7 separate regions of the Mus musculus genome follow, and all the other regions are linked to region 4. The links are chromatin contacts, called in public Hi-C, HiChIP or PLAC-seq and promoter capture Hi-C maps. All regions are on one chromosome and are shown on one strand. The core of a region is the stretch at or near the end of the contact, and the rest is flanking DNA. Distances in the headings are between cores, read along the strand shown.

Region 1 (3,236 bases), core at 31-2,530, 610 kb before region 4:
CAGCTTGGTAGGATCTAAAGCCGCTCGGAGACAAACCCCTGAGGATGTTCATGAAGGGTTTTCTTTTAGACTAGCATCAGCAAGGTGAGACATATAACTGCTTGGCTGAATACAGAAGAGAGGGCCAGCTGAGCACCAGCTAGCGCCCATGGCTCTCTGCTTCCAGAACACAGATGTAATATGGGCAGTTGTCGTATGCTCCTTCCTGGCCATGATCGGCCATAGGCTCAAGGTATGAGCTCCAGTAGACCGTTCCTCTCTTACATTGTTTTTTGTCAGGTGGTTTGCTGACCTTTGAAATTGCCAGCACCACAATATTGCCAGGTACAAAGCTCAGAGTAGAGACCCGAGCAAATGAGTAAATAAGTAAATATCATTAGATTTTCTTTTTCAGATATTTCTTGGTTTATTAGTTTCTATTGGGCAGGATGCATAACTATCCAGGGATGTATAATGATGTCGGACTGTGAATTTTACGTGCCTGTCTGACATGTGGGTGCTCCTTGACCCTGACCTTTGTCCTTTTGCTTCCAGGTTAGTTTATGGGCCAGGTGAATGATATAATCCCACAGAATCCATGGTTGCACTTGGAGGGTGAACCTTGTCTTCTGTCTTGCAGACTCTGCTTCCAGAACAGACGGCTCCCTTCAAGAGAACCCAGTAGTTCACTCCCAGGTCTCAAAGGTGCTTGGAGTCAGCTAGGTTTCAGAGTAGTTTCAGATCAATCTCAAGAAGGAGGAAGCAGGCAAACCAACTGGTTATTGTCACAGGATTCTTTGTTTTGCACAGTCCAGCAAATTTTCCTTCTTCTATGACTATTGCAAAGGAGTGGGGGCAACAGAGGTGGGAGTGTAGGCCATGAATATTTAATCATGGCAAAGCAGGAACATATTATTTAGACAAACTGCTTAATAGCAACACTAGCCCCTCCTTTTTGGGGGGTGGCAGGGGTGCTGTCTCAACAACCCAGCTCCAGTCTTATGCATGCTTTAATCTTGGTTTCCTTTGAGGGGCTCCCATCTCTCCATCAAACTGCATCTCTAATTTAAACAGCTGTTAATAAGGGTTAAATCTGCAGGCTGAGCAGGCCCTTCACTCGTTACTTGCGAAGGGGAGGGGGGAATCAATGGAGCAGGAAGCCAGAGGGGCGTCCATTTTGAAAAGGTGTAATGAATTACGTTTCCTTAGTAAAGCTGGCAACCTCCAGTCCAGCTCCCACCGCCTGCCTTTCACATACTCAAGCCCTCTGTGACACATCAAATTTAATGAGACTGCACAGATCTCAAATAAGGAAGGGGAGCGTTGTTACTACCGCTGCCTGGGCACTTTATTAAGGAGGATCAGAGAGAACTCTCTGGCTTTAAAAAGAGCCCTTAAAGGCGAAGGGTATTTTGGCATGAGTGGAGGGAGGTCTCCGATTGCCATGGTTCAGGTCCCCTCTGGAGCATTTTAACAACCCAAGTTCAGTGTGAGCTTTGGGATCACAGGGTTAGCAAACAGCTCCTCAAACCTCAGGACCACTACAACCAAGAGGATTGTGGTAGGTAACGAGGAAGGTTTTGATTTAAGCTATCCCCCCACCCCAAGGCCATTAGAAGCACACAGAGAGAAGCCAGTATTTCTGTCGTAGGTTTGAGAGGCAGTGTATTATCCAGATACCAAGAGACATTATCTCATGTGCCGTTCTTGTTAGTAATTCATCAAGCTGAAAAGAGAAAATACTTTAACCTGGATCTTCAGTGGACTTGTTTACAATACGAGAAGGGTAAGGGTAGGCTTTGACTTGACACCAAAATTTAGTTAAAGTTCTGGTCAGTTTCAGAGAACAAAAGAAGTGACTCATGATATGCCAAGCCAAGAAAGTTTGTGACAGGCATTCACATCTTCAGAGAAAAAAATTTTCTTTTTCTGGTTTCTAGAACTTTTTTTTCTTAACCTCCTAATCAGTGTTAAGATTTTTTTTCTCTCTTTTACCCTATGTGAGAGAAAAATGTAAAATAAAATAAGACAAAAGATTTTTGACCTTTTACATTAACCTGTAGTCATTTGCCAGATACGGGGGCTGAGTGGTTTATGGTCCTGACATTGTAAGGAGCATGCTTACAGAGTGCCAAGCCATAATGGGTTTTGATCAGTAGGTTGCCATGTGTGACCTTGGGCATAGTCCATATTAATTATCAATATCTAGCACATAGCAGGAGTAGTATTAATGGCCACTGACACATGGACACACTTCTGTGCTGTAGATGTGGTTATTGTCATTTCACAGATCGGGGCCCACAGCCTAGCAATGGGTTTGAGGTCACCTTGCTAGTGAGACGCAGAGCCATGCATCTTTATCTGGTCTTCCTCCTACAAAGCCTGAACTCCTAATCACAGTTTTCATGTTTCAACCCTGCTCTTTTTAAAAGCCTTCTTTGGGGCTAGAGAGAGAAAGTTAAAGAGCACTTGCTTCTCTTTCAAAGGATTTGTTTCCCAGCATTCATGCTGAGTGGCTCACAACCATCTGTAACTCTACACTCCAGGGGGCTCTGGTGCCCTCTTCTGGTGTCTGATGGTACATGCATGCATGTGTGCATACACATACAGTTAGACACACATACACATAAATAATAATTAAAAAAAACTAAGACTCTAGAAACATATAGAAACCAACAAAGAGTATTCATTGTGTTTCAGTGAAGTAAAATAACTATTGATGTAGTAGTTCGGCTTCCCTTTGGCCAGCCTTCTAACCTCATCTTCTAGTCTACATTTGTTAGGTTTGCATTGGAGTTCCTGGTCCAGTTTCATTCTCTATTCACATGGTCCTCTCTTCAAAGCCATCACATCTTTTCCTTGAGTTTTCCACTTTGAGAATTACTTTGGCTATCTTCCTCTGTTCATTGACTGGGCAAAGCAGAAAACTGACCAGTGAGAGGGTTGGGCTCAGGCCCAGGACTCCTAATCGGGAATAAAAGGGAGCAAAGCCATCAGGTAGGTCTAAATCACTTCACTTCCCAGAATGTTGCTTCTCTGGAGCACAGAGGTCCAGAAAGAAAAATAACTCAAAGGAAGTATGGCAAAGAGAATCTATGTGGGATGTGTCGAAACAGGCTCTAGAGGATGCGTCAGGGAGGGCAGCACATGCAACATTTTAGCATGGCAACCTTATTGCCAGGGTGCTCTGAGGGGGAATAGTGAAGTGACACTCTTAGGTCTTTCCAGACAATATCTTATTTTCTTTCCTTTGGGGA
Region 2 (3,296 bases), core at 609-3,108, 810 kb before region 4:
AGCCCTCCTGTGCCTTGTCCTGTGGGTTCTTCATACAGGAGAACGAGAGGGTATGCATCTGCATCATACAGTTGTCTGGGTCAGGCTCACTAGGGCCTGTGTGGGGAAGGAGGGAACTGTGAGAACCACTCAACTCTGCCCACACCTTAAATTCTCAAACCCCAAGTTACAGAGGGCAGGTGGTTGGACAGCTTTTTAAGTTAATGGCATCTGCAATCTCCTAGTCCCCATGAGAGAACAGAGCCTACAAGCTTTTCTGCAAGGCTGAGGACATCTGAAGAAGCCTCGGCTGGGGAACATCTTCAGAGGAGTTTATAGGAGAGAGAGATTTTTAAGTGCTTCCCTGAGCAGTGCATTAAAACACCTGGGTCTGCCTGCTCTAAATAACCTCGTGCAAAACCGACTCAGAGCAACTAAACACCATCCTTCCAACTCTGTTGTCCGTGGCCAGGAATATGTGCTCAACTGGGGCTCCTCCATGACCCAGATATCCTCTCCTTGTTTCTGACGTCTTGCTTTGGTGGGGGGTTAACAGCTATCGGAAGATTTCTGGGGATACGTGCAGTGGAGGAGACGTTGAAGCGCGGCTGGAAGGGGAGCTGGTCCCCTGTCCCCTTGCAGGTAAGAGAGGTGGTCTCTTCCTTCTGCCTTCTTGAAACCTGGTTGGGTCATTCTGGTCTCATCCAGTTAAACACGTAGCTCTTCTTACTTAGTGGGGGTGAAGTCACCGAGGTTAGGTATCATGAAGGCTCCTCCTTCCCTAACAGGAGAAGCTTAACAAGCAGGTGAAGCCATTCTGAGGGAATGCAAATTTTTTGGTGGTAGGGCAGGCTTTGCAGGGCAGTCTGTTTGGTACCTATTGAGTGCTGAGCACTGGGGGTTGAAGAGCAGTCACAGACCTTGGTGTGTCTCTTGGTTTGACATAGTTGAATCTACACACATGCACATAAACATATACATATACAAACATATGCATATATCACACACATACACATGCACACACATACTCACCCACTTGCACACATGTGCACACGTACATGCACACATGTACACATACACCACACACATGCACACATGTACACATACACCACACACATGCACACATGTACACATACACCACACACATGCACACATGTACACATACACCACACACATGCACACATGTACACATACACCACACACATGCACACATGTATACATACATGCATATACCACACATAATACACACAAATATGCATACAAGTGCATATTCCCACAATACACCACACATACCCCACACCCCTACCACTACACACACACCACACCATACATACATACCACACCACACATATACTATACACATACATGTGCATAAATCTACACATACGTGCACATTCATGCACACATACACATACCACACATTACCACACATATACCGCACACACATACATATACATAAATATGCAAACACATGCACAATCATACACACACACACACACACACACACACACACTACAAAAAGTGGTTGCTTGGCCTTTTTTCTTCTTTCATGGTTTCCAGGACTTATCAGTCAGGTCAATATGTGGCCCTGGCATCCATCAGCAGTGCTGTTTTGGTGGAAGTGTCATGAGCTCCTAGAAAATCAGGACCCAGCCACACCAATCATGACCCAGGCATGCTGCCTTCATCTTCCACAGGCAGGCAGAGCAGAGCTTCCTGTCCCTCACTGCTCGCCAGCGTGCCCTGATGCTACTAAGCTCATTAGTCCCTTAATTTAATCTTCCATCATTACCAGAGTAATTACCATACCTCACAGTGGAGACGTAAAGAGAACCACTAATTCAGCAGATTCCTACAAATGAGCAGATAATATTCCAGTGCTCCCTTCACGAGGGCCGCTGACGAGGGCTTGGGCGAGGAGGGTTTGAGTGAGTGCTCTTGAGGGCCTGGAGTACGTGCTTTCTCATAAATACTTCAGGGATAATTCAGCAAGGGACATGATTGTTTGTTTAAAGCCACCAGGACAGACAAGAAAGCTATTTTCTCTTCTGACAGAAGAGGAGGGAGCAGGGGATGAAATAGAAAAGTCTCATTTAGGATAAGTCATCCCCTAAATGCAAGCAAGGAAGTACTCAGAGAAAGCGGCGTTTTCTAGGCCTAATGGGAACCATACCGTAATCTTTGCAGAGATGAGGTAATGTGGGCATCTGGAAGGAGTTTTAAAATGCAGCGATTTTTCTTCTTTATGATTACTGCAACAATGTATCTTCTTTATGATTACTGTAACAATGTATCTTCCTAGGCTGAGCTTTTGCAGGACTGCACCAGCCCAGCCTGCTGTTCCTTGTCTAGGGTAGAGCCCACACGTGAAAGCCTGCAATGCTATTCCACCTCCATCTCCTACCCTAGCTTCACTTGTACGATGCTGGAAGGGCACTCCCTAGCTTCTTAGAAGCAACAAAGGCGCAGGGAGGGTTCTGGGTGCTGCCAAGGGATGTGGGTCAGAAATCTCACCGCCCAGCATGTGGCTTGCATCCTGTGTGTGACCTACATCTTCCTGCCCTCTGCCTCGGAATTAGTGCCAGCACTAAGGCTGCATTTAGTTGCCATGTGGCGGTACCTTGAGTATTTTTGAAGCAAGGTGAAAAAACAAAGAAAAAGGAACAAACTTTTCCCTCTTTAAGATTTTTACAGATTTATTATTTAAAGCTTTCAAGGAGCCATGCTAGGGACGAGGTCCAGAACATCCCACACAGTAAATAAGTGTTTTGCCTACCCTGACTTAGAGGGTTTGTTTTCAATGTGTTGTCAGTATTGGAGACTTTTTAAAAAAAATCACATTTATTTGTGTGTATGTGTCAGAGTGGGGGAAGGGAACTGCATTTGTATAGCAGAGTGGAGATGGAGAAGTCAGAGGACAACTTCTGGGAGTTGATTCTCTTCTTCCACTGAGTAGGTTCCTAGAGATTGAACACAGTTCTGCAGACTTGGCAGCAAGTACCTTTACCTGCTGAGTCATCTTGCCAGCCCAGTATTGAGGTTCTTATAAAGCAGGTTATATGCATATGTGAATTAAGTGAATTAACAGGATGAGGGAAAGATAGGGGAAAACAAACATAACAAGCAAACAAACCAAAAAAAAAAAAATCAAAATCGCAGCAACCAATTCAAGCATGAAGCAAAGGATTTGTGTTTGCATCTTGATCCCACATGTAGCATAGCATCAGTAGATGCTTTACATTTTTATAAAGAGTTTTTCTTATGGTTAGTCTATTTGGAGAAATGACACAAGTCACAAACATCTGGACAGGCCCACA
Region 3 (3,389 bases), core at 371-2,870, 630 kb before region 4:
TGGAGCATCCTCCATCCTTTCCCCTTCCCATAAAGCCCATCCGCTGACCTCCAGCATTTGATAAAAGCCCTCTCTCATTAGCTCCAGCAGCTGAAGCTGTCTGAGCAGATTCCAGTAAGTATGGCGACACACCATCCATCTAGACGGTGTGGCCACTGCAACCTTAGAGGAACCCAGCAATCCTGTCCTTGCACAGAGTGTGGGCACCTGGGAACTGCGTCAGACTCTGCGAATTCGGGGACTGGTCTTTTAAATATTCTCCATGACATTTCCCTCAATTCACAGCCTGTTTGGATACGGTTTTATATCAGGGTGGGGTCCAAAGCCAAGGTCACTTAAGGAGTCACAGAATCAAAGGATCTCAGAGATGGGAGGTACTAGTGATTATTTGTTTCAGTTGTCTTGGTTTATAAGTGAAGGGCCTGAGGTCAGAAGATGTTGCAGCCACCCAAGTCGGTTAAGGGCAGAGCTTGAACTTGGACTTAGGACTGCAACTCTTTCCACAGGGGAAGGCAGTCCTGTCTCTTAAGTCCTTCTCTGCTTGACCATCTGCTCACCAGAGAGGCCTTGATTCTCCTGTTCTTTCAGGGCCTCTGCCTGTCCTGCATGCTACTCTGATAACAGGGCTTTCTTGCTATAGAAGGCCTGTTCACTAGGGAGGGATCAGGCTCCAGGGAGCTCTGTAGGTAGAAAGTGGTGTCTGTGTGTTTTCTGGATGATTGGACCAGTCCTAGCACCTTGGGGAGTCTAGTTTCCTCTCTCCTCTACTGCAGACTGTGCACTGCCAGTTGAATTACTGCTGCTAGGAACAAGGATGTGCATTCAATGGAGGGATGTCACAAGTGACCATGTTACCCGCTAGAGGATTAAAAACAAACATGGGGGGAGTTTGAGGAGCAATTGGGCAGACAGAAGGAGTGGAGATCACAAGAAAAGAGGACATGAAAAGGCAGAGTCCTAGTTGCTGCTTCAATGTAAATGTGTCCAGAGTGAGGCGCTCATGTTAGACCTATGCAAGGGAGTTCACCAACTGATTGAAAAGAGAAAGAGGACATGGATCCAAAGGGGAGTCCTCCCAGAGACTCCTACCATCCCTTCCTTGCTGGCACTGTTTGCAGGGGAATATGGATTCAGTTTGTGCAGCTGCCGGAGGAAGGAGGCATTAGCCTGGAGACCTTACAGTGAAACAGCTCGCATTGCAGAAGCAGACAGATGAGGGCCTATCTCCCACTCTCTGCAGGTGGGGACAGCCCCTGACATAAACGCAACACTTTGTTCACGTCTCTGCCTTTTCATTTTCTTATGGACATTTCTCAACCAAGGCAGGGCCCCACCTCAAGACAGCTCAGATGCCCCCTCTGCCTCCCAAGGGGTTTGGTGTCTTCAGCAAGCAAAGGCACAGCTAGCAGTAAGCCTCCCTTCCCATCTTCCATAGCGCCCTGGGGGGGGGGGGGAAGCAGGGGAGCAGGGGGCAGGTAATTGTGGCTGTAAGCCATGGTGCTGCAGTGGCAGTCTCTGCTCTAACTTTACCCTGTTTCCCAAGGAAGCCCCAGGGAATCTGGACAAGTTGGGGCTGGGGCACAGATACTGGAGAAGGGGTGGGGACAGGACGGCACCCAGCAGATTTCCTGGCACTGTGCCAGGCCAGAGCTGCCTGCTGTGTGCAGGAAATATTCAACATTCTGTGTCTTAAAGAGAGAGCCTGGAAAGGCTCCAAGACTATACTTAATACATCTGCTGGGAGCTACACAGACGGAAACTGGGGGAGGGGGTGTGCAGGAGGGGGGGGTCGGCTGTCGTCTGCAAAAATAACCCTTGCAGGTCCAGCAAAGCACACAGCATCCACAGGGCACAGGTAATAAGCTTGTGCAAAAGTTCTCTCTTAGCTCCAGTTTTGTACACACACAATTCAAAGCTCATTTGTAGCATCAGATCTGTGTTTCTGCTTTATGATCCCGGGAGGTAGGAAGGGAATGTTATTTTAGTTGCTAGAGTATGGATCGGTTTGTTTCCTTTAGCACATAGCCAAACAGAGGGATGGATGGTCAAGTCTTCATCTCACAGAGGAGGGAGCTGATTCAGAAAAACTAAGTTTACCTCTTGTAAGTCCAAGGCTCTGAGTTCAAGCTTGTCCTCTACCCCTCGATGTCTATACCCAAAAAAGAGCAGCCAGGTTCAACAAGCACTGGATAATCCTAGTAAGTGTTTTCACTATACTCTCCATCACAGTCTAGTTTGGGAAAAGACACTGCCCTCCTCCCACCCTCCTAAGGCACCTCTCGTGCAGGGGGTGAGATGGTTAGAAACTAGTAACCGAGGAGGCTTTTGCCATCAGACATATACTCTGAGGCAATTGCAAAGTCCACAGAAGCCAGCAAAGAAACAGACTGACTTAAAGTGATAACTCTCCAGAGGGCTTTGCCCCATGGAGAAAGAAACAGCACACAAACAGCCTCCTTTCTTTAACCTATCCCCACACACACCAGGAAAGAGAGAAACGTCTCTCTCCTGTGTCTCAGTCTCCCAGTCCCATGCTCAGCAGCCTGGTGCTGACTCATTTCCGAAGCTTTGCAGCTCTTAGGTCTTTATCTTCAACTGTAGACTATGTTAAAATATGCTTAAGTTAAAATATGGTGTGGGAAAGATGTGTGCGGAAGCTAAGGGTAGTAGGTGAGTATCCATGAGGAGAGGGAATGAATGTATATAGATGAAATGGATGAAGATGCCAAGCTCTCTGGGGTTTGTATGGAAGAAGAAGGTGACCAGGGAGAGAGAAAAGAAAAAAGAACAGGTGACCTTGAATGTTAAAAAGATGCTTGTTTGCAAAACTTGTTTCCCTTCTTTGAATATGCTCCTGCATCACAATAAACATGCCATACATATACTTATGCCAGCATATCGTGCATATAGATGTATATATAGATTATGCACACACATATACTCACATACACATGTGTGCATGCGTGTATACACACACACACACACACACACACATCCCCATCTTTATTCTTTAAACCCATCACATGCTCTTCCCTCAACAATTCCATAACCATCTTCGTCTCACTCTTGCAAGCACAGAATGATTTGTGTAACTTGACAGCTGTGAGCTTCAAATTTTATTAAACATCTGCCTTGTTCACAGCCTGTTGTTTTTTTTTTAAGATCTTATCTAATTGCCTTGTGTCACAGGGGCTACCATCTTGTCCATGTGCAAAAGATATAAATGTAGCCACATCACCAAGAAGCTGGATAAAATGCAAGGGATTGTGTTGGTCGTGTTCTGGTAGAAGAAGAGTAGATTATAGAATAATCATTCTATGATGTGTGTTTGCATGGTTTACAAGGTAGACACATGCACTTGTATCTTTAAATGCTATAGGTATTTCGTT
Region 4 (3,026 bases), core at 71-2,570:
TTTCAGAAGTCTTCCGTCCCCTTGAGGCAGGGTCTCCAGTGTAATCTTCCTGGGTTGGAGCACCATCTTCGGAGATAAAATGCTACCTAAACTTAAGATCAGTTTATTGCTAGCTAGATTATACACAGCATCACTCCATCACCCAATATTTACCTGGAGACTAACTGGTATCGGGCAATGGGTGATGGGCAGTGGGTGCTGTATTTAGAGCAAAAAGATCCGAGGTTGAATTTCATCATTGACTGTAGCACCTTCGGCAAATTAATTCCTCAGCGTCTCAGATTCTTTGTCTACGGCAATGGGGATAAGACAGTTATTATAAGAGCCAAATTAGCTAATGTGCACAGAAGCACTCTGCTTTTATGAATGGCTATAAACAGATTATGACTTATTAGAGAGCCACTCTGATCTAGGAGTAGCCCGACCGTCAGATCCCAGCACGTGGGGAGAAGAGAAGGGATAGGGTCAACCTGAGGTATGCAGTGAAACCCAGGGGAAGAGATGGGGAGAAAGTGAAGGAGAGAAGAAAAAGAAGAAGAAAAAGGTGCCGCCAAAAGGTACCCTGGCTTCAGCTCGCCTTGAAGTGGGTTATTGTCGAAGCTGCACAGGGAGGAGCTCTTTCTCCAAATTTTCAAGGGCAGAATTCTTAGCCAGTAACCACAAGTAGTTATTTTACCATCCATTCTCTTTATATTTCAAAAGACTCGGGTTCAAATGTCAGTTCCAAGTCTCTGTTTCTTCTCATAACAAATGGACCAAATGATATTCACTCCACAGGAAGGAGGGCTAAGAAAAATAGAGGCTTACTTGGGGTTTTCTGTCTAGGGATGTGTGTTCTCATCTGTGCTCCTCCTGGAGTGTCCCCTGTAAGCCCCGGGGAGTGGATAGGCTTAAGGAATAGGCCTCAGTTTTCCTTGTCTTTCTTTGCTTAGTGGCTCTAAAATCAGAGCCCAGCAGGAGAGTCGTGGGAGAGGCCTTCTAAGATGGGGTCAGAAACGCTCAAAGCAGTATTACTACCGATCTCCCTGCACTCCCAAGACAATAACCTTCTCTAATCACTACCAGATTCCACATTCGCGCCAGAAAGCAGCAGGGAGCAGTTGCCTTGACCCGCCAGGGCCTCCAGCCCCTCCCCGCCAGACGCAGACTAATGCGATACAGACGTCTCCCTCCCAGCACCGCTCTCCCACCCGCAGTCCCTCTCCAGACGGACATCGCTCTTCCGAAGTCATTTTTTGCAGGTCACCAGGCCACTTTTCCACGAAGCCAGGGAGAAGCCTGCACCTCGGGACTTCCTAGCTACCCAGAGGGTATTGTATTCACTCCTGGCGGAAGCCAACTTCAAAAGGGTATCAGGCGGGGCTTCTCACTCATTTCGATGGTACAACAGTGACCTCCAGTGGCAGAGCCGGGAGACAAAAAAAATCTGCAACGTCTCAGAATATTCCTGTCCTCATAGAAGACAGTCTACAATAGGACACGATTTCTCTTGTAAACAGCGTCTAGGACGACGACGACGGTGATGGACTCCATAGTTGCTGAATCCAAGCAATCCTGCAGAGATAGCCAGTGGCAAGTTTCCAACCCACGATCTGAGCTCCATGGCCTATCATTTATTTAGTACAGCTCCCTCAGCTCTTAATCCACTCCAGACCCCGCCCTGGTGCCCAAGTGGCTTGTGTTAATTCCACTGCTAGAAATGACCTCTTCATCTCTCTGCCTGATAAAATCTTCGTGTGATGATGTCAGATGAGAACATGCCACTTGGGGACACTTTCCAGATCATCCCTCCTAACAGAATTGATTTTGTCTTCAAAACCAAATAGTATCAAGGACGTCAATACTGCTGAATGCATTCGGCTTGAGAAGCAACACGGTACAGCACTGTTGTAGGGACTTCCACTGCTGAGAGTTCTAGGTGAAGGATGGAAGGGTGTGGGAGTGTCAGGCACATCTGCAGCACCATGACACATGCCTGAGGAAATGACATAAGAGAGGAAGGGTTTATTTTGGCCCACAGATTTGTATCTTTCTGTCCACTGTCATTGGTATCTGTTGGTTCCAGTCCAGTGTTTGGTGAGGCAGAACATGAGGGCAAAGAGCAAAGTGGCCCTCCTTGGGACAGATAGGAGATGGGAAGGGACTTAATAAAGACAAAATACATCTCCTAATACATCATTAGAGGCTACTTCCTCCAGTGTGGCCTTCCCTCCTATCTCTACCAACTCCCATCATATTATGAGCTTGTGAATGGACTGATCTACAGATTAGTTCCGAGTCCTCAGGAACCAGTCATCTTCCCTTCGCTCGACTGTTGACTGTCGCGTTGAGAATAGAGCCCTTCACATGTGATCCTTGACAAGGGGCACACTTCATATGCAAATTATAATTACTGAGCTCAGAATGCTGCAGACTAGTGGGGTGTGCACAGGAAAAAACAACTGCCATCGAGTGTAGTAAGGAGTTCCATATTTGTCTCAAGTAAGAGTCATCACTCCAGTCAGGGGGAAGAAATGCAATCAGAGACTGTCTAAATAAATGGAAGGGCTTTGCTTGGGTATTTGGGGGCTGAACGGGAGTTAATGAGGCAGGTAGAATGATTTAAGATGGGGGAAGAAAAGAAAAGATGCTCATTTGGATGTGAAATAACTACCTAGAAGTGATTTCGTTGCGACAAGGGGCAGCCCACGCTGGCTGGATTATCTATCACTGGATGTTTTACAGTCAAGAGATACTAGGCTGGAAGACTACTGAAAGCAGGATTGGGATCTTCCAAACTGTTGGCTATATAACCCAGGGTCATCAATGATTGCTGAACTATAGCATGATTCGGGGAGAATAAGCTCACGCATAAGCTAGAGTGGCTCACAAAACAGGATAAAAATCAAAATCTGGTTTCTGCCCATTAGTGGTTCTCAGATGCACTGGCATACGAATGTATTGGTCAAATCTCATCCACTGGGATGAAGCTAAGTTATTGAGCTGGTGAGCAAACAGGTCAGGCACAGTGCCTCAAGATGGAAGGC
Region 5 (3,002 bases), core at 315-2,814, 880 kb before region 4:
GGAGAGCTGGCAGTGGAGCCGGGCAAAGGACCCAAACACACTAGAAATCACCAAGGGGATCAAGCCACAGGAATCTGTGCGTTCTCCATGCTGTGGGCTGCCCTGGGGGCTGTTGGCTTCTCGGTCACAGTCCCCTGGGGACTGCATCCTGCCTTTTCCTGTAGTTCGGCTATGGACAGGAGGAAAATAGACTGCATGTCATGATCTTAATAAAATTTATGGTGTGCTGACCTTCCTCTCCTGGCTCCCTTGACTGTCCTTGGGGTGCATCGATTCCTGCTACTGATTTGGGTCCTGTGCTTTGGGCGTGGGGGGATGGGCACCTGGGCTGCCTTGAAGATTAGTGGTGACTCACCAGGGAGGTATTCTCATGACTGGATATGCTTGACATCTCTGCCAAGGCAAGGAACTGAACTGTTTGTGTGAGTGCCTGGTGACCCTTGGACAAGCCTTTGCTTGTCAGGGAGCCTTCTCTTTCACCTTGCTGGGCTGCCCTTTTCCAGTCTGCTCTTAGGGATAAAGGGGACATCAGATAGAAAAGGCTTTAAAAAAAAAAGTTCCACTGAGTTTGCTCTTCCCCTCAGAGGCTCTCTTTATAAGAATACCCTGGAATATTTTGATGCCTCTCTTTTGTGCCCATTTTATCCCTCACCCCTTAGGATCAGTTAACGAAACCTATGCTCTCTGCTACAAAGACCCCAGCAAGTGTTGTCAGACCTCCTCCCCACTCTGATCCTGTAACACTTTGTAGCCTGTTCAACGTGTCCTCTGATTGTTAACCTGCCAGAGGGAGGGCTTCGCCCACTTTTGAGGATGGCCAGGTTGAGTACAGGTGGGCCTTTTTATCTCTGACCTCTGGTGAACTTCCGGTGATTCCCCTAGGTTCCTAACCCCTTTCTGAGTGTCATTTACATAGGTGTCTTGTTTGTTCCTAGGGTGCAGATGGTTTTGTAGGCGAGAGAGGGTTTTAGCCCGAGTGTCTGAGGTGTCTGTGTTGGTGGGCTTCTGATCCAGCAGTATTCCCAGTTTCTTCCTGGAAGCCTAGGTTGGAAGGGAGGGGAAGGGAAAGAAAGTAACAGTAAAGTTTGACTCTTGGGGGCAGGAGGAGGTGGGGGAGTCCCTTAGCTGGTTTTATTATTATTTTTTTTGAGTTAAATAATTTATTTGTTTTTGATTTGCATGTTTCTGTTGATGCTTGCCTGGACTTATCTACTGGTAATGAGATGTATACATATATATATATATTATCATCTCTTTTTATTTGAAGCCGTCTCTCTTCAGGTAGTTTTTAGTGTTTGGTTCTTGGATCAAATTAGATGCAGGTGCCTCAAATCCAAAGCAGGGCCTTTGCAGGTTAGTTAGCTTCTTGGTGGGGCTGGCTGCCAAGTTTGTGGCCCAGGTGTTTTTCTTCTCCCTTGTGACATCTGAGAGCACCCCTACGGAGTGGGTGGGGAGATACAAGGGTGGAGGAAGAAGGGAAAGGAAGAGGGTGGAGCTGTGAAGAGGGGCAGGTTTTCTGCCAGAGCTCTGCAGAAAGAAGTGTGGGCCCACTCAACTTGAACTTTTCCTTAGTTCTAGAGTGGTGCTAGGGCCGGGCAGGTGAGCTCTCTGGCTTCAGAGGCAGGCTCTGAGTCCCTAAAGCTCCGCCTCCAAGCCTGTGGGTTTGAGATGACTCAGGAGGCTGGCAGCAGACAAGGCTTATTTCAGACAACTCTGCAGGAGCTCTGGGTTTGGGGAGGCCTTGTTCAGCTTCTCAGTGATGCACCAGAGCTTGTCGGTGTCCCCACAGGTTGAGTAGAGCTCAAGTGTTCTGGAAAGTGAGTCATCTTGGAGCTGATGTCTGTCAGTGCATGGCAACTAAGTCGAGAACACGTGTGCTCAGAGTGGTAGCCACAGCCACAATAGGGAAAGGAGAAAAGGCCACACAGCTAGGCCCATGAGGCAAGATCGAGCTGAAGGAACAAAGGGCTCTTTATTCCCCTTATAGCCTTCCTCAGTTTCTACAGACAGACGCTGAAAGCTTTCTAGCGTCAGGATAGCTCTCAATTCTAATCAGTTCAGAGGGAGTGTTCCTGGATCAGCGGCAGGCCTATCAATCAGGAACCCAGGATCTTTCTACCCTGTTTCTCTGCTTGCATCTGGGCCATTAGGATCCGGAGTTGCCACCTGTGGATGGGGGAAGAAAACAGAATTGTGCATGGTCCAGGGTAGAGTGGTCCTATGGATCATCTCTTAAAGTCTTCTGTCTAGAACTCTGTTCCTGGGATACACCTTTGCTGTCTCAGGCTGGAGAAGAAGAGTCTATGGTGACTTCAGAAAGTATATCAAGAGAGTAGGTGGTCAAGCTGCGACATGGTGGCTTAGCCACAGAAATGGCTACCTAGTCCTTGGTTGGTTGGCTTATATATTCTTTTTTTAATTTTGCTGGTTTACAAAATTGCAAGTCTGGGGACTTCTGTTAGCAGTAATCTAAAAGGCTACTTTTGTTCAGATCTGAGAAAGGTTTCCTCATTTGAGACATTAAAAGGGAAATAAATGTGACACATTGTTATCTCTCTTAGCACTGAGGCAGGAGGATCATGATCACTAAGGCTACCTAATGAGACCCTGTCTTAAACAAATAACAAGGAAAAGTAGAGAGACTGCATAAGGCAGCCTTCCTTTCGCCTCTCATGCTTAGCTGACGTGGAGCAGTGATGTCTCCCTGCCACGAAACACTGGTTTAGCATGAAGCTCAAAAAGCATGTGACCTTTTGGCCTGTGAAATTTTGAAAAATACTTTAAGTTGTTTTTTAATTGGCATACCACTGGCCCGTGTTCCCGAGGTACAGTGTGAAGATGTTTCAGGGGGTGTGCGATAGAGATAACTGGTACATTCAGGGAACGGTTGGGGAACTAAGAGACAGACACCCCAGTCAGAGTCAGCGGGGAGACTACTTAAAATCTCCTTCATTTTTGAATACAATTAGCCGGGCGTGGTGGCTTGTTGCCAATGATAGCCA
Region 6 (2,968 bases), core at 414-2,913, 710 kb before region 4:
GTGCACCAGCATTCCTGCCTCCAGCTTTAGCATCATTGCAGACCCCAGACGGTGTGTGGCAGCGGGTTAAGGGTGTTAAACATAGGAGGCCTTGCTTGCATCTTGCTCCAGACTGGCAATGACAATGAATTATTAGAAAAACCCAGGGTAGTCGACACAAAGCTGCCTCTTAAATGCTTATTTTTTCAGCCTTGGTCCATTGGGCACCACTGACCATCCACACCCTAAGATACTCTAAAATACCCCACCTTCACAGTATTCCACTTCATTTTAACATAGCAAAGCATTAATAGTCTGGCCGAAGTGTTCTCTCTCTCTCTCTCTCTCTCTCTCTCTCTCTCTCTCTCTCTCTCTCTCTCTCTCTCTCTCTCCTCTCTCTCTCTCTCTCTCTCTCTCTCTCTCTCTCTCCCTCCCTCCCTCCCTCCCTCCCTCTCTCTCTCTCTCTCTCTCTCCCTCCCTCCCTCCCTCCCTCCCTCCCTCCCTCTCTCTCTCTCTCTCTCTCTCTCTCTCTCTCTCTCTCTCTCCCTCCCTCCCTCCCTCCCTCCCTCCCTCCCTCCCTCCCTCCCTCCCTCCCTCCCTCCCTCCCTCCCTCTCTCTCTCTCTCTCTCTCTCTCTCTCTCTCTCTCTCTCTCTCTCTCTCTCTGTTTTTTTTTCCTGGTGGCCTCCCTCCCAACTCCATCCCCTTCCATCTCATTGGCTCCAGACAAGTACTGGGGAACCAATGAGATTCCTCTTCTTCATTCATGTCCTAGCAACAAGCCCAGTTCCAATCTTTCTCTGCCAAACTAACACCTGAAAAATTACATCATGAATAATGGCAAAAAGCAGCAAGGGCCAGAGAAGGGCTTTTTTTTTTCCCCCTTCAACTGTCTGCTGCAGAGTTCATTTAAGGTGTTTTCGTCTAGATTCTTAAAGCAACAATGTCCTAGGTTTTTGCTGATCTTTTTCAGCATACATACATACATATATATATATATATATATATATATATATATATATATATATATGCTGTTATCGAATGAAGTAACAGCTTTTGAAGCTAAATAAAAGGAAAACATTTTAATGGGGTTCACTGTATAGCCGTCCACACACACCCCTCCCAAGTCTGCGTTTAGAGGAGCGGAGGGGAATTAGACTGCTCTCCTATATTCTTAAGGAAAGGACGAAATTGGCCCAAGCCTCACAAGGCAGCACATCCACCCACTGTTCAACACAAAAAAAACGTAGTCCCCTTCCTGGCGGTGCCCCCTGCTCTTGTTAAATATCCCCTAGGCCCCTTTCATTACTCTTTGGGGATAAAGAAGCCATTCTTTATGAGGATCATGGAGCCAGGGAATGAGGTACCTGGAGAGTCTTCCCCGGAAGTGAAGTTGTATAGGGTATGCAGAGTGGGGGTGCTTTAGTGCGTTTAGTTCCGTACACGTGGGGGCAGCGAATGCAAACTCGTAGCTGGGGAACCACCACAGGGACAATGACATCCAGATGACCTGGGCGGGGGCGGGGGGTGGGGGAGAGGAAACTGAGAAAGAGAGGTGAGGTGATGTGGTGTGGGCTTGCAGGAGGATGATGGGGGAGGGGGATGGAGGCCCTGGAGGGGGTCGGGGCTGTGAATGGAAAGGTCCACCCTTCTAGGCATTTTTCAAGTCCCAGACGCCGCTTCCGGCTTCCCCCACCCCACCCAGTCTAGAGCAGACGCGCGCGAGGAGACTCAGACACAAAGGACCACAGCCCTGCGCAGGAATCGAAGGGGGAGGGGAGGGACACCTGCCCGCGTGCACGTGCAGGGGCGCAGCCAGGGAAGACCCTGTGCTCAGTCTCTTGCTCTCCCCTGCAGGATCTATGCGTGGCAGGATCTGGCAAGGGCCCCAGGAGTCGGCTACAGGGGGTGCTTGGCTGAAGGAGCAGAAAATAGGTCCACTGGGTGCCTGGCTCCCTGATAGTGTTTGCTGATCTCCTCAGCCATAGCCTTGGCAGCAGGTGGTGCCTCCAGACAGCCTGCCTGGGTGCTTGTGAAAGCGAGTAACTGCATAAATTCTGCGTAGGAAAGAGAACCATGCCAGCGAAGGGACTAGGTGGAGGAGGGAAAAGGGTTTGTGGGAGCTTGCTCTTCGGAAGGAGGTAGAGTCGGTAAGCTCATAGTCACTCCCCCACACAGGTTACACTAATGTTCTTGCTCAACTGCTGCCATGGCGGGTGCGGGAGGAATCACCGAGTGGCCTGAGGGGCTCTAGGCAATCCGTGTCTTTTTATCTACCTACCAGGGTTTCAGCCTGTTTTCCTGGGATCCAAGAAAGAGACCCAGGCTCGAAAGCATCCCAGCGCACAGTGCAGAGAATTTGGATGATGCTCTGATATTTGGGAGAAACAGGTGGTCGTTCAGCTCAGTGAAAAAGTCACCAGGGGAAGGAGCCCCACAGCGGGGTCTTCTGTTGCATCTTTCTTGGGCAGGGAGGTCTAAAGCTGTGGGATCCTGTCTCCTCCCCAATGTCATTGTTAGTGACAGAGGGAGGTGTTGCAGGTATGCAGGGGTGGGGTGGGGTATGGCTTCCACAGAACTCAGTCATGCCAGTGCCAGCATGATACCCTCCTTGGTACTGGGCAGCAACCCTGGGTTGGGGTGATATTCCTACCTCGAAGGTTTATGTCCCCACACCACCCGGGGCCTCTGTAGTATAACTTGTTTCTGAATCCCCCCTCCCCCCTCCCCCCCAGCCTGGTTCCTTGTCCTTATTGTCCTTCCTGGGACAGGATTCTTCTGGCTAGGCTTTAAGAGTTGGTTTTCTGAGCAGGAGTGATGGCTCAGTGGGTATGTGTCTGACCTCAGTGCCCCCACTGCAAGATGAGGATCTGAGATAGAAGAATTCCCGGGAAAGCTCATGAGCCCTGTCACACAGAGCATCGAGCAAATGACCCTGTCCCAAACAAACTAACAACGCAAGGTTTTCCTTTAACTCCACAAGTGTGCCTG
Region 7 (3,420 bases), core at 640-3,139, 580 kb before region 4:
GAGTGTGATGGTCAGAAAAATGCGTTCTCTTAATTAATTAATGACACTGGCTCTGTCCGAATCAATCTGTGGGAGATGGAATGCATCTCTGAGGTGAAGCATTATGGCTTTATGTGGAAGCAGACAAGCAGGGCGAGAGATTTTAAATACTGTCCATCCCCAGCATTAAGTGCCCCAGTTCTGATGAGAATCTGGTTTTCCAGACTGTTACTTCATCCCAGGTATTTGTTCCACTTCATCAATATATAACTATAATGTAGATTATATATACACACATATATATATACACACATATATACATATATATGTGTGTGTGTGTATATACATAAATATATATTTAAAGTGTAGCATTTATTGCCTTAAAAGGCTGAGGGAGACATGGCAAATAGTAAAGTGGTTCAACGTTGATAAACCGGATTGGCATGACTATATAACCCAAGGAAGAATTTAAATCTTCTAATCTCTAAGTTTCCCCTTCCATATAATGGTGAAATTAAGGGTATAGTCAGTTTATGTACATAAAAGTCATGCCAGTGTGGCACAATTGTCTCTTTCAACACCTTAGTTGTTGCTTTGTGTGTGTGCAGAGTGTAGTGATGGAAGGCGGCTTGATGCTTCACACACTTGATCTAAGGTCCTACATGTTTATCATCTCCTAATTAGAATCCTCAAGAAGTCACTACATGCATTAAAAACAAAAAACAAAACAGAACAAAACAACTGGTTGTCCAATCATTCTCGGCTTGCTCCTACAGAACATTCAAAAAGGTCTGAAGGTTATGAGGCCATTGACAGGCAGAGCAAAGGAGAAAGGACTGTTTCAGAGCGACCGTGGTTTATCTTGATCTCCGACAGTCTGAACACAGTGTAGAAAGTGAGAGGGTCCATCTGCCTGATTGAGTTCATTAGACAGAAGCCCCATTTCCCTCATTTGGGCAAAGTTCTAGCACTGGGTCTCCAGGCTCGACCTGAACTTTAAGGCAATTAGGCTTTTGGCTGCCTGTCTTCTTGTCCGGGCTATGTTCTTATGCCAGCCCTTAGGAGGCTGCATGTTTCACTCTTCCCTGTGTCTGCAGCTATTCCAACAGTCCAGCAGCCAAATCTTGGCTGTCTATGTCAAAAGTTCTCATTGCATTCCCTTCCAGGCCCACAGGTTTTCATGCTATGGAAAGTATATAAGCCGCCTTGTTCCTGCCTTTCTCGCTCTCCTGCTTTACTGATGAATTGTAACACAGCTCCATTTCTCCCTTCTTCATGGGTTTTCTCTTCTCAGTAGGGCAGGGGAAAACTTTCTTTAAAAGCAACTCCTGGAACATCTCAATCCTTTGGTTCTGCTTGGATCAGAGTAGCCAGTCATTTCCCCATGGTCCTTGGTGGTTTGGTGGTTCTGGCACCGCTTGGGATGATGGAATCTCACTCGGAAATGCTTGCTATGAGGCGTGGCTCAAGCCACTTTCTCTTTCTTCCAGCCAACAGCAAAGCAGCCTGCATTCCTGTGACATTGCTGTGTTTGGGACAGATCCTTTGAAAAGGAAGTGTCCCAACTGGATTTATAGCCATGTTCCTTCTCCATATGTTTATCAACCAAGTTCTTGTGTCCCTCTTGCTCTGCGGGGAGTCTTGAGGCTCCTTTACATCAATGTTTTACATTCTTTCCTGTTTTTCCCCACTCACTCTGAATCCTTAGAGCCCATCCTTTCTTAAGTAGCTCTTCTGTGTCTAGAATCCTGCTTTTCACTATCCTGGCTTTCCATCCCTTCCACGAACTCTTAGCATGGTACCATGGTGCCCTGGAAGGAACATTGAGTGGGTGGCTACATAACTGTGTGACCTCGGGCATGCTACACCACTGCTTTGGGTCTTTGCCTTTTTCTTCTAAACACATGGACTGAATCAAATTATGTTTAAGGGGCCCTTCCTGCTGGGGAAGCATGCTGTGAAGTGTGGGGACTTTCAAAAGCCCTGGAATGCATTGCTCAGCGGAAAATTAGTTGAATCAGTTTGTGGTAGTCTATGATAACAATTCTGGTGACCCTGATCTTCTGACCCAATAGGCTGACTTCTTCCTTCAGTATTCTTCTTAATGCTATCTTAAGATAGACTTTGTGAGTTTCCCAGCTTCATGTGTTACCATTTCTGGCTCTTTCTTATTGATCAGTTCATCACTGGCCACTGAACACAAGTTTTGAAAGTCTTTCATAGTCTGCTTTCTCTTCAGATCTTATAAATCTTTCATTTAAACAAAGTTTTTTTTTCATTCATTCACTCATCCATTTGTTCTCCATTGTACTAGACACTGTCTACAGCTCAGGGAATTGATGCTCAAAGAAATTTAATTTTATTGTTTAAATACTGTTTAGAAAGGACAGCTTTTATCTGCATGTGTCAGTATTGTTTTTAAAACTGTCTTTCAGTTCATTGTATTGGTTTAGAGAGCAAATAAAAAATAAACAAACAAAACCCAGAACTTATTAAAAAAAAGATTTATTCAATTTGGGAGTAAGTATTTCAGGCTGGCTGCAGGTTCCCATGGAAATATTTTGATTCAAATCACTGGATCTGAATCAAACATTAGGGCTTCACTTGGAAACATGGGCCTCACTTAAATCTTCATTGTTACACCTTAAGAATGTCACTTTTTAACATTGCTATAATGACAGATGGGCTGAGTAGGTGTGTGATTCTTACAGTAAGAAAATTAAGGCAGGCACTGCTCAGGAAGATTTTTCTTTGGCTTCTTTATAGTGATTCAGTGAGAAGTAGGCATGAAAAATTACATTGAAGGTAAAACCTCAATATTATGGTCTTCTTTCTTAGTGCTCTATTGCTGTGAAAAGACAGGATGGCCATGGGCATTCATATATGCACATGTATACACACATGCACACACACACACACACACTTAACTGAAATTACAGTTCAGAGGTTTCATCCATTATCATGGTAGAAGCATGACAGCACACAGGTATTCATGGTGCTGGAAATGAAGCTATGAACTTCACGTGTGGATCCACAGGCAGCAGGAAGACAGAGCAACTAGGCCCATCTCCAGTGACACACTTCCTTCAATTAGGCCACACCTCCTAATCCTTTCAAATAGTGCCACTCCTTGATGTCTACACGTTCAAATATAAGATCTTCAAACCCGTCTCTTCAAACCACCACATCAGGCCTTTAGCTTCTTAAAACATGGGTGTAGCTGAATGTGGGGATCAGAAAATTTTAGCAGTGATGTACGGCTCTCAAGCACATAACCATCAAAATTAATTTAAAACCAACCCTATGGTGAACCTGAGGTGTTTCTTGCAGAGTTTGCCTGTACTGTATCACATGACTTCACTGCAGACTTGGTCCTAAACACACAACGTATTCACTTTGCACACAATGTCATACTTGCACAGGGTGTCACACCACCGAGCA

The links. Promoter capture Hi-C pulls out the DNA fragments that hold promoters and counts their contacts. Hi-C and Micro-C count contacts between places; a contact is called where the count stands out from the background. HiChIP or PLAC-seq counts read pairs in DNA pulled down with a chosen protein or histone mark.
Region 1: a contact with region 4 is called in a Hi-C map of uterus, with 9 times the contacts expected there. The contact joins two enhancer-like sites. A contact is called at or near these places in 1 of 15 datasets of contacts at CTCF or cohesin (embryonic stem cells), 6 of 484 Hi-C or Micro-C datasets (the N1E-115 cell line, embryonic stem cells, neural progenitor cells and 1 more), 7 of 115 datasets of contacts at active chromatin or transcription factors (craniofacial prominence, embryonic basal ganglia, embryonic forebrain and 4 more) and 1 of 9 other capture datasets (embryonic stem cells).
Region 2: a contact with region 4 is called in an H3K4me3 HiChIP or PLAC-seq map of embryonic basal ganglia, with 5 times the contacts expected there. The contact joins two enhancer-like sites. A contact is called at or near these places in 2 of 39 promoter capture datasets (liver and stem cell-derived epiblast-like cells), 3 of 115 datasets of contacts at active chromatin or transcription factors (double positive thymocytes, embryonic basal ganglia and embryonic stem cells) and 1 of 9 other capture datasets (embryonic stem cells).
Region 3: a contact with region 4 is called in an H3K4me3 HiChIP or PLAC-seq map of craniofacial prominence, with 6 times the contacts expected there. The contact joins two enhancer-like sites. A contact is called at or near these places in 1 of 15 datasets of contacts at CTCF or cohesin (the NIH/3T3 cell line), 6 of 484 Hi-C or Micro-C datasets (bladder smooth muscle, cumulus cells, neural progenitor cells and 2 more), 11 of 115 datasets of contacts at active chromatin or transcription factors (craniofacial prominence, differentiating embryonic stem cells, embryonic basal ganglia and 7 more) and 2 of 9 other capture datasets (embryonic stem cells and embryonic trunk).
Region 5: a promoter capture Hi-C map of the SN4741 cell line shows a contact between it and region 4, with 5 times the contacts expected there. The contact joins two enhancer-like sites. A contact is called at or near these places in 5 of 39 promoter capture datasets (the SN4741 cell line, hippocampal neurons, maxillary cranial neural crest and 2 more), 2 of 484 Hi-C or Micro-C datasets (Th1 cells and embryonic stem cells), 1 of 115 datasets of contacts at active chromatin or transcription factors (embryonic stem cells) and 2 of 9 other capture datasets (embryonic stem cells and embryonic tail).
Region 6: a contact with region 4 is called in an H3K4me3 HiChIP or PLAC-seq map of craniofacial prominence, with 12 times the contacts expected there. The contact joins two enhancer-like sites. A contact is called at or near these places in 1 of 15 datasets of contacts at CTCF or cohesin (embryonic stem cells), 55 of 484 Hi-C or Micro-C datasets (the 63-12 cell line, the AML12 cell line, B cells and 35 more), 26 of 115 datasets of contacts at active chromatin or transcription factors (CD8 T cells, acute myeloid leukemia, bone marrow-derived dendritic cells and 14 more) and 1 of 9 other capture datasets (embryonic tail).
Region 7: a contact with region 4 is called in an H3K27ac HiChIP or PLAC-seq map of the NIH/3T3 cell line, with 7 times the contacts expected there. The contact joins two enhancer-like sites. A contact is called at or near these places in 10 of 484 Hi-C or Micro-C datasets (the HL-1 cell line, the MC3T3-E1 cell line, adipose-derived mesenchymal stem cells and 5 more), 13 of 115 datasets of contacts at active chromatin or transcription factors (the NIH/3T3 cell line, astrocytes, bone marrow-derived macrophages and 10 more) and 3 of 9 other capture datasets (embryonic stem cells, embryonic tail and embryonic trunk).

What each region holds. Positions count from the first base shown.
Region 1 is chr9:41,832,900-41,836,135 of GRCm38.p6, reverse strand. Gm35940 (a long non-coding RNA gene) reads right to left here. Exons shown (of 3, transcript XR_379298.3): 3 at 1,619-3,236. Among named protein-coding and RNA genes, the nearest start is that of Gm35940, 29 kb to the right of the region's middle. Within about 2 kb of position 1,280, at least 19 of the 459 cell types and tissues checked have an H3K27ac peak or open chromatin away from gene starts, as enhancers often do. A contact at or near this core is called in the N1E-115 cell line, embryonic limb bud and uterus, where this site is marked.
Region 2 is chr9:42,038,318-42,041,613 of GRCm38.p6, reverse strand. Sorl1 (sortilin-related receptor, LDLR class A repeats-containing) reads left to right here. Exons shown (of 48, transcript NM_011436.4): 15 at 1-50; 16 at 536-621. It overlaps Gm16214 (predicted gene 16214), which reads right to left. Exons shown (of 5, transcript NR_165259.1): 5 at 2,658-3,296. Among named protein-coding and RNA genes, the nearest start is that of Gm16214, 17 kb to the right of the region's middle. Within about 2 kb of position 1,858, at least 44 of the 459 cell types and tissues checked have an H3K27ac peak or open chromatin away from gene starts, as enhancers often do. A contact at or near this core is called in embryonic basal ganglia, where this site is marked.
Region 3 is chr9:41,859,137-41,862,525 of GRCm38.p6, reverse strand. All of the region lies in intron 3 of 6720432D03Rik (a long non-coding RNA gene), which reads left to right. Among named protein-coding and RNA genes, the nearest start is that of 6720432D03Rik, 15 kb to the left of the region's middle. Within about 2 kb of position 1,620, at least 85 of the 459 cell types and tissues checked have an H3K27ac peak or open chromatin away from gene starts, as enhancers often do. A contact at or near this core is called in craniofacial prominence, differentiating embryonic stem cells, embryonic basal ganglia and 4 more, where this site is marked.
Region 4 is chr9:41,227,250-41,230,275 of GRCm38.p6, reverse strand. No RefSeq gene overlaps it. Among named protein-coding and RNA genes, the nearest start is that of 1700063D05Rik, 23 kb to the right of the region's middle. RefSeq lists an enhancer at 1-2,374. Within about 2 kb of position 1,320, at least 216 of the 459 cell types and tissues checked have an H3K27ac peak or open chromatin away from gene starts, as enhancers often do. A contact at or near this core is called in CD8 T cells, the N1E-115 cell line, the NIH/3T3 cell line and 18 more, where this site is marked.
Region 5 is chr9:42,107,288-42,110,289 of GRCm38.p6, reverse strand. All of the region lies in intron 1 of Sorl1 (sortilin-related receptor, LDLR class A repeats-containing), which reads left to right. Among named protein-coding and RNA genes, the nearest start is that of Sorl1, 16 kb to the left of the region's middle. Within about 2 kb of position 1,564, at least 174 of the 459 cell types and tissues checked have an H3K27ac peak or open chromatin away from gene starts, as enhancers often do. A contact at or near this core is called in the SN4741 cell line and Th1 cells, where this site is marked.
Region 6 is chr9:41,934,591-41,937,558 of GRCm38.p6, reverse strand. No RefSeq gene overlaps it. Among named protein-coding and RNA genes, the nearest start is that of Gm36227, 17 kb to the right of the region's middle. Within about 2 kb of position 1,663, at least 142 of the 459 cell types and tissues checked have an H3K27ac peak or open chromatin away from gene starts, as enhancers often do. A contact at or near this core is called in CD8 T cells, Th1 cells, craniofacial prominence and 8 more, where this site is marked.
Region 7 is chr9:41,807,505-41,810,924 of GRCm38.p6, reverse strand. All of the region lies in intron 1 of Gm35940 (a long non-coding RNA gene), which reads right to left. Among named protein-coding and RNA genes, the nearest start is that of Gm35940, 3.6 kb to the right of the region's middle. Within about 2 kb of position 1,889, at least 60 of the 459 cell types and tissues checked have an H3K27ac peak or open chromatin away from gene starts, as enhancers often do. A contact at or near this core is called in the NIH/3T3 cell line, embryonic fibroblasts, fibro-adipogenic progenitors and 1 more, where this site is marked.